Linked DNA regions of Astyanax mexicanus: region 1 is linked to region 2. Evidence: chromatin contacts called from public Hi-C data. All regions are on one chromosome and are shown on one strand. Each heading gives the region's core, a stretch centred on a gene start, on an enhancer-like site or on the middle of the called end of the contact. The rest is flanking DNA. Distances are from core to core; before and after follow the strand shown. Region 1 holds the start of rnf181 (ring finger protein 181). Region 2 has its middle 8.3 kb from the start of vamp5.

The links. A called contact is a pair of places that touch in the nucleus more often than the background predicts.
Region 1: a Hi-C map of muscle shows a contact between it and region 2, with 6 times the contacts expected there. The contact joins the promoter of rnf181 here to the enhancer-like site in region 2. A contact is called at or near these places in 3 of 3 Hi-C or Micro-C datasets (blood and muscle).

Annotation. Positions count from the first base shown.
Region 1 is chr22:6,774,203-6,778,607 of AstMex3_surface, reverse strand. It overlaps rnf181 (ring finger protein 181), which reads right to left and starts at 1,527. Exons shown (of 6, transcript XM_007237813.4): 1 at 1,429-1,527.
Region 2 is chr22:6,740,173-6,744,871 of AstMex3_surface, reverse strand. No RefSeq gene overlaps it. Among protein-coding and RNA genes, the nearest start is that of vamp5, 8.3 kb to the left of the region's middle. Within about 2 kb of position 2,146, the one cell type or tissue checked has an H3K27ac peak away from gene starts, as active enhancers do.

The sequences.
Region 1 (4,405 bases), core at 278-2,777, 34 kb before region 2:
ATAGGAAGACAAACTTTTAAGACAGTAAAACTACAACTGTCACTTATCCATCCATTCTTGTATATTAAGCGCTATACATATTGATCGCCTAAGAGTTAGTGTTACTATTTACCCCTATTTAAACCACAGGAACACAATACAAGCTATACATGTAAAATATGTTAAAGGTTAAGTCAACGTTTGCCATCTGTTTAGCCAGCTGGATTACACTAGTACCACCAGTTCACTTCTGCCACAGCTAACTAGGTTTGTTATTTAGCTACTTAGTGCTGGTAAAAGTTTCAGAAACATTTTTACTTAAAAAAAAAAAAAAATACTATTGACTACTATTTAAACGTCCCTTTCTACACTACAAGATACAGTAACGTACACAGTACACTACAGTATACGCTAGAATATAAACAAGATATACATGTCCAATATAAGTAATATTTAATACAAACAATACATATGAAACCATAACGTTGAATCAATCTTAAAACAACCTTAGCTAGGTTAGTTTGGCTAAAGTTTTAGAAGCGTATACAAGTGTTATTACCATTTACTAACATTATTACTATTTAAACGTCCCTTTCTACACTACAGGAACACATGACATGCTATAAGAATAGAATACTAACAAAATGTACATGTTTAATATAGTTATAGTTATATTTAATACAAAAGTAACACCATAACGTTGAATCAATGTCGAAACAACATAAGATAGTCAGTTAAGCTAGTTAGGTTGGCTTTTTAGGTTGGCATTTTACATATGTTCATTATATTTTACACAAATTAACCTTTACTAATTATTATTATTATTATTGTTGTTGTTGTTGTTGTTGTTGTTATTGTTGTTGTTATTATGTTTTTATTATTACGTCCCTTTCTACACTACAGGAACATAGTACATGCTATAAGCATAGAAAACAAACTAGATATACATGTTTAATATAAGTAATATTTAATACAAATAGTACATATAAAACTATAACGTTGAATCAATGTAGAAACAGCCTTAGTTAGTTTAGTTAACTTTAACTATTAGCTAACTTAAGTTAGTTAGGTTGGCTAAAGTGTTAGAAGCATAAGCACGTTGTATTACCATTTACACATGTTTATAATATTTTATAGAAGCTAATTTAACACATTATAAACGTTACTGCTTCAGAAACGTTACATTAACATTAGCTTGCTAAGCTAAGCTAGCTAAAAACAGGCTAAGGTAAACATTAGCTAGTTAGCTTAGCTAGTGAACTAACGTTATTCAGCACTTTGCCGGCTGTGTTAATAATTTCACCAGGCTAGCTAACAGATATCTAATCAGCTGATAGTGCTGTAAATCAAGAGAATAAAAGAATAAAAGCTCTGAATGTATCGTATCGTGTTTAATTTCTAATTCACACCCTAACAATGATATAAACCGACACAGTAATATAACCCTACCCGCCGCTGCCTCCGCCGCTGTCAGAGCTGAAAGCTGAGCTAACCCTGCACTGTCATCATCACGGAACTGAACCAGGAGGGCGCGTCGCAAACGCAGCTTCCTATATACTATCTACCTAGGCTGTAAATTTAGTGCACTATGTAGGGAGGAAGCAACCAATTGAGAGTGACCCGGACAAACTGTCAGCATTGCACTCAGCATTGAGTGTAACAGCAGAGGGAGCAGCTGAGCTACTGTTAACCTAATAAAATGATCTTTTAAAGCTTCTTGTTTTATTAAACTGTATTATTTTATAGTTTCTATTTTATATAAAGTCCCAGTCAAAAGTTTGGACACACCTCTTCTCATTCATCAACTCTGTGTTTCTTTTTTTAATGATTTTTTACATTGTATATTTAATATTGAAGACTATATTAAAGTTATACAGGAGCACATGCTGAATTATTCTGTAAACTTATAAAACTGGTAAACAAATCAGAATATATTTTATACTTTAGATTCTTCTAAATATCACATGTATCTTTAAGGACTCTTGTGCAATTTTGATAGTTTTCTCAGCGTCTTGAAGGAGTTCCTGGAGTTGCTGAACAATAGTTGCTGCTTTTCTTTTCTTCACGCTGTGAAGCTCCAGCTCATCCTAAATAACTTCAAGTTACCATTTCAGTTCATCAGGTTTAGATCAGGAGATTGGGTCATGTGTCGAAGGAGGCATGTGCTGGTTTTTCCCCTTCTGGGGTTGGGGCATCACTAGTGATAGGGGGAGTCCTAATGAATGGGTTGGGTAATTGGCCTTGTCAATTTACTATGTAATTTAATGTAGAAAACAAATTGAGTAAATAAATGTTTTTGTGAACTTTGGTACACAGACACATTACAATATGCAGATCAGTCTATCAATAATACCAACCCCTGCTGACGTCCAACCATCTGCGTCTCACCGCTATCAGAGGCACACTGCTGCTGCTGCAGCTCAGCCAATCAGCTCTCCCTCCTGCCCCGCCCCTAAACCCATACATCACCCAGTGCCCCTCTTAAACTACCCATCCTATTTTGAGCTAATGGTGGAGTCAGCAAAAATCAGGGGGGTTAGTTAGGGTTACCATTTAAAGCAGGGGTCTCAAAGTAGCGGCCCGCGGGCCACATGCGGCCCGCGACGCGGTTTCATACGGCCCCTCACGGGTTAACAAAATAAACATACATCTGGCCCGCAATTCAATTTAATTATTTATGCTTTATTATGTTCGTTTTCATATTTTATCTTAACTTGTATTTTGGTGTGTGTGTGTGGTTTTTGTTTTTTTTTTTGCTTACGCTGCGTTGCCTGCTTTAGTAGTCTTCAGTAGCCTTCAACAGTCTAACCTTGCTGCCGTGGTGTGTCCATTAAACTCCGTAGTTATAAACATCCTGAGGTTAGCAGCGCGCTAACTGAACTGTTTATAATGTAATCCGAGCAGTGACTCCGTGACGCTGCTCTAAACTGCTGCTGTTAGCTGCTTGGGCTGAAAGATGAACTGTAGAGAGCTGTATTATCCGGTTAGTGGGGTTATTTTATTTCATACACAGAAGAACTTAAAAAATTTAAAAACGCTCCAGACTGGCTCAGCTGAGTCCTGTAGCCCGTGGCTGGGCTGCAGCTCTGACTAAGCAAAGACTGCGGGCTTGTGGTGCTGCAGCTGCAGCTCCGACTAGTGGTTGGATGAGGAACTGCTAAATCTGAGGAAATGCTAAATCTGTCACAGCTCACAATTTTTGATTTTATATTTATTAAGCCTTATTTCAGTATCAAACGTTTTGATCAAAGTTAATATAACTTATAAATTAAAAGGATTTATGTTAATAGAGCAACAAGCAATCATTTTTCCATGCAACTGTATATTTGATTGAATAAATAGTATATTGAGAGTTATTTAACATTAAGGAGTAATTACATTCATTTTGTATTACATCTGGTTACATTTTCTTATATTTATAAGTTACATCTGGCCCTCATAGGACAGCCAATATGCCAATGTGGCCCTCGGCAAAAATGAGTTTGAGACCCCTGATTTAAAGAGATAAAGTGTAGCTTTAGTCCACCCTGTCACTGTAAAAAATCACAGCAATTTTAAAAATAATTTTTTAAAAAATCGAATTTTTTATTTGAAACAGAACAAGAACAAGATCACCAACGTGTGATACAAACCAACACATCTGTTTCCATCAAATGGCAATGTTCACAAAAATTGTCCACCCTCTCATGCAGCTTGCCATAACAAGACAGATGCATGTATATCAGGAAATAAAGTGAAAATAAGTAATTATTAATTAAAGCCAGAAAAAAATGTTTTTTGTGTAGTGTATAAATATGATAAATTCTCCATACAATCATTTGGCACTGCAAAAGCTGTTCTAACAGCATCTTAAACCAAGGGCGTAGGAGCGGACTTGATATTGGGGGGGACACATTTGCCAATATGAACCCAAGCCCACTCTAAAAGTAAATTATTATTATAAGGTGATTTAACAACCTAAACATGTTACTCCACGTTACATTTACTGTTGTTAGAAAAAATTATGCATGCAATGTCTGAATAATATACATACGACAAAAATAATCAGTTATCACCTAATATTTAAAATAATATAACAGATTTGTTTATTATTATTATTATTATTATTATTATTATTATTATTATGTCATGTCAATTCTGTCGTATATTTACATTTTCTCCTGCGCTTTTTTTTTTTTTTACTGAGAGCTCTTCTTAAGATGGTGTCCTTTTTTGTAAAAGAATGTAACTTTAAGTTTCATAGAGATTTTTATAAACGTCAGGACATGTGGTCTTACTGTGAACTACAAATGAATAGAAGTCACGTTACAGCAGTGTTTCTCAACCCTGTTCTTACATATTCTACTGCATATTAACACTGTTCTGCATATTTTAGAGCTTCCTCTGCTTTAAAGGCATTTAATAAAGTTAGTGGTGGTATGATGTG
Region 2 (4,699 bases), core at 897-3,396:
TTATTATTTATCAGCTCTGAAGGGAAATTTCACAGAACGGTTAAACGGTTACGATCTGAACGAACTTGCTATAATTAAGTAATTATAATGAGAAATTGCAGAGAAACTCAGTCAGTCAGAATTGTTTACAGATCTAAAAGCCTAAAATTATTAAACCAACAGGTTATAATACACTGGCTGATGTCTAACATTATTATTAGTCATGATTTTAGGGGTGTACAGTATTATGGTAATTACTTTTCCAATAAAAGCAATGTATTATATTTGAAATTATTATAATTATTTGTTTACATTTAAAGGTTCGTTTCAGTCAGTGGTTTATTTAGTGTTGGGTTTAAACCCCACCCACTAGATGTACTCTGTCTTCAGATCCCACTGTTCTGATTGGGTAATAATAACTTTTGCTCAGAATTTATCAATATGACAAGGTACAGTGTATAGAGTGCATCATTTATATCACAATATACTAGAGCATATTTTCATTGAAAAGTTACTTTATTTCAGTAATTCAGTTGCAAATGGGAAACTCATATATTATATAGATGTATTAAACACAGAGTGATCAATTTTAAGCGTTTATTTCTTTTATTGTTGATGATTATGACTTACAGCCAATATAAAACCCAAAAATCAGTGTCTCAGAAAATTAGAATATTATAAAAGAGCCACTGTTACTTTTGTCAGTGTGGGCAGTGTTCCAAGTCCTGCTGGAAAATAAAATCCACATTCCCATAAAAGTTGTTAGCAGAGGGAAGCGCAGTAAGTGAAGTGCTGTAAGATTTTGTGGGAAAACAAAACTGCACTGACTTTAGACTTGATAATAAAACACAGTGGATCAACACCAGCAGATGACATGTCTCTTTATCCAAACCATCACTGATTGGTGGAAACTTCACACTAGACCTCGAGCAGTTTGGACTGTGTGTCTCTCCACTCTTCCTCCAGACTCTGATCCCTTGATTTTTCCAAATAAAATTTATAATTTACTGATGATCAGTGATGGTTTAGAGGAGAGATATGTCATCTGCTATGTGGCATGAACCTTGGGTTACTGGAACACTTGGGGTTCCTCAGTCTAGTCCTATGGGGAGGTATTTTACATCTGGCTACTGCTGTGGTTAGCAGCTAATGCTAATGCTGGAGCACTGAGAACTCACTCTTAGACAAAATATTGGAAATCTGAGTAAATAAACAGAAGCGCTTATCACCCCCAAATAAATGGTTTACAGGAAAGAAATCTGTGTAGGTTTTTTTTTTTGTTTTTTTTTTAAAGAATTACAGTTTTGTTTACTTAGGAGCTTCCCCCAGCTTCCCCTTTAGAAGGGAAACATGGAGACACCCTTGCTAACTTCGATGTAGGCATCCTTACTAGTACTGCTTAATGCTCCTTATGATCCTTATAAGCCTTATGTATGAAAATAGACCAAAAAATAGACGTTCATTGATAGTGCACCTTATAATGCACCTAGTGCGCTTTAAAGTCCTAAAAATATGCTTTCTAGTCTTTGTATCAGCACTATTAGCAGCACCATGTTTACTCAGGTAACCAGCAAAACGCTGTTAAAGCCAGAAAGAGGTCCCAGTACCATTCCAGACCACTTTTTTTGTTTTTAAAATGAATAAAAATGAATGTGGATTTGCAGGAATGGCAGCTAAAGCACACTAATTTCATTTATTGCAATATTTTGTCCCTTTCCCTTTCAGCAACACCACTACGTTTACTACAATTTAAAATAAAACATCCTAAGAATTTGCTGCTATAAAGCTGGGGAACATATTTAGGAACAACAGGTCATAAATAAAGTCAGCTTGGCGTTTCTGAGGGACTCACCAGCCATAATTTTGGTGTCTGAGAACGGAAGATAAGTGGCACGTTTGCATTCGTAAAAAAAAAGCAGAAGAAAACAATAGTGGTGTTTTCCATCGTGGGCTCAGGCCTGTCAGAGCAAGAGGTGAAAACAGTCCTGGTGGGGTGTCGAAAGCGGAGGACAGGAAGGCAATGAAACCACATTTAAAAGAAGAGAGAGAAGAAATGAGATAAACAAAGTGCTTGCAAAACATTCGCCCACTTTCTCTTTTGAATTTCTGAGAATTACACACTCTGTGAGTCACTGCTGGGCACCACGCTCTGCCACGCAGCGGGACAATGGCACACTCAGCCTCTGCGGCCTCAGTGGCCCACACCAACTCAGCCATTTGACCTTTGACACCACAGATCTTTTTTTTCAGGGCACTCTACGCTTCAGAAATTCCCGTTTGTGCTAATTCCCGTACGGCGCTGTGCTCGTATGAGCAATGCTTTATCACCCGATGCCGTGAGCAGTCATCTAAAGAGGAAAGTAATGCTGATATAATAATATAATGGCTCCTGGCATGTGATGCTTAGGTCACCAGGCCTAGTACCAGTTACAATACAGGTACAGCACCCTCCAGTTCCAGTGTTCTCTGGAACGATAAAGGAGCTCAATCCAGTAAAGCTGTGATGAGTTGGATTGAGTTGGCAGTTCTAACATAGGACTAGATTGCACAATCCCTTATTGATTGAACCCCTGAGATTTGAAGTGGTTTGATGCAGTAACCTGTAGGAGGATAAGAAATAAGGTGCTGTCTGTGTGACAATAGGGTTTGGAGCTTCATTGGAGTCATCAGGTGGGCACCCTCCTTCACTGGTGTTTCGATGACTAGCCCTGGCGTCCCAGATGTGCCCCCCTCAGCTCTTAGCCCTCCTGCATCACAGGTGCTATTTTGGGGCCCAGGTGGCATCTTTCCTCTTTAACCAGAGCCACCGGCTTGCCTGCTCCGCTGTGCTCGAGTGGGCTCTGATGGTTTGGCGCTGAGTATGGCCTCGAATTCCCAGTTCCCCAAGAAGCCTGGTAGTCGTTTTTCCCACGAAGCCTCTGCAGCCAACTTCCACTGGACAAACCTTGGCTTTCCAGCCACGTTGCTCAGAATCAGCTGCCAGTTCAGCGTAATCATATAACATCATCACTATCTAACAGTACTGGTGGTGTCAGTGTGTAACTGAATACACTGGTTCACCTAAGGGGGCATGGGGGGGGGGGGGGGCAACCGCCCCCTCTGGTGTCTTTTAGACTGGCATAAAACTGACAAAGTCCCCTATTGTCTGCCATCGTGTGTGTTTTTGTGTGTGTGTGCATTTTCTACATTGTAGATTAAAGCTGATGTTCGTAAGTTTTGGGATTTAGAGCCCTCTCTAGTAAAAAAAAAATGGGTAATTGCACCGAGAATGCGAAACAATCATTTTAAACTGGGTGCAGATGAATCCGATTCCAGGTTATGTTCAGTCAGAGAAAGAGAGAGAGAGAGAGAGAGAGAGAGAGAGAGAAAGAGAGAGCTCAGTCAGAAACTTCACTCCTTCATTTCTTTGGTTTTACTATGAGTGAATGAGCTACTGAGCTCTGAGTTTCCTCTTCTGAAGTCTCTATTGCTCCACCAGCTGCTCGCGTTCAGTAAAACTGAGCCGGATCCTCTTTTAGAGGCTGCACGTGTGACGTAAGTACGTAAAGACGCGTGACGTGACCAGAAGAAGAACTCCCACGAAAAAATAAGAATGAATATAAGAATAGTCTTAGCAGGGATACTTGTTCCAGCGCACTGGTACCATTAAACACCATATTTTATCCATATACTTCCCCACTCAGTTTAGAAACAAAATAATACAGACTGCCATTTAATCAATATTAAATTCATGGAATTATGTAGTAAACACAAAAAAAGTGTTTATACTCCACATTAATCCCTGATCTAAACCTGATGAACTGAGATGGTGATTTGAGGTGATTTAATTGGGATGAGCTGGAGCTTCACAGCGTGAAGGAAATAAAAGCAGCAGCTATTGTTCAGAACCTCCATGAACTCCTTCCTTTAAGACGCTGAGAAAACTATTCCAGGTGACTCTCCCTCATGAAGACACTGAGATTAAAATCTCACCAGGAGTGTGCAGATCTGTCCTCAAAGATAAATATGATACTTAGAAGAATCTAAAATATAAAACATATTCTGGTTGTTTAACACTTTTTATGTACAGAATAATTCTGCATGAACTCCTGTATAGCTTAAATATAGTCTTCAATATTAAATTTACAGTATAAAAACACATTGAATGAGAAGAGGTGTGTCCGAAATTTTAACTGCATCAAATCCTTAACGAATCTTTAGCCATTACCATATTCATTTTCTGGTCCCTACTCAGCTACATATGTGTTCTCACAGAATACAGTACAGGTCAAAAGTTTGGACACACCTACTCATTCAGTGCGTTTTCTTTCTTTTTTTCTGACTATTTACATTGTAGATTCTCACTGAAGGCATCAAAACTATGAATGAACACATGTGGAGTTTTATGTACTTAATAAAAAATGAGCTGAACCTCCACAGTCACCGGACCTGAACCCAATCCAGATGGTTTGGGGTGAGCTGGAGCACAGAGTGAAGAAGACAAAGGAGCAACAAGTGCTAATAAACACCTCTGGGAACTCCTTCCTTCCTTCAAGACTGTTGGAAAACTTTTCATTTCAGGTGGCCACCTCTTGAGAGAAGCTCATTGAGAGAATGATGTCAAGAGTGTGCAAAGCAGTAATCAGAGAAAAGGGGGGCTATTTTAAAGAAGTACTTTGTTAAGTACATAAAACTCCACATGTGTTCATTCATGGTTTTGATGTTTCAGTGAGAATCTACA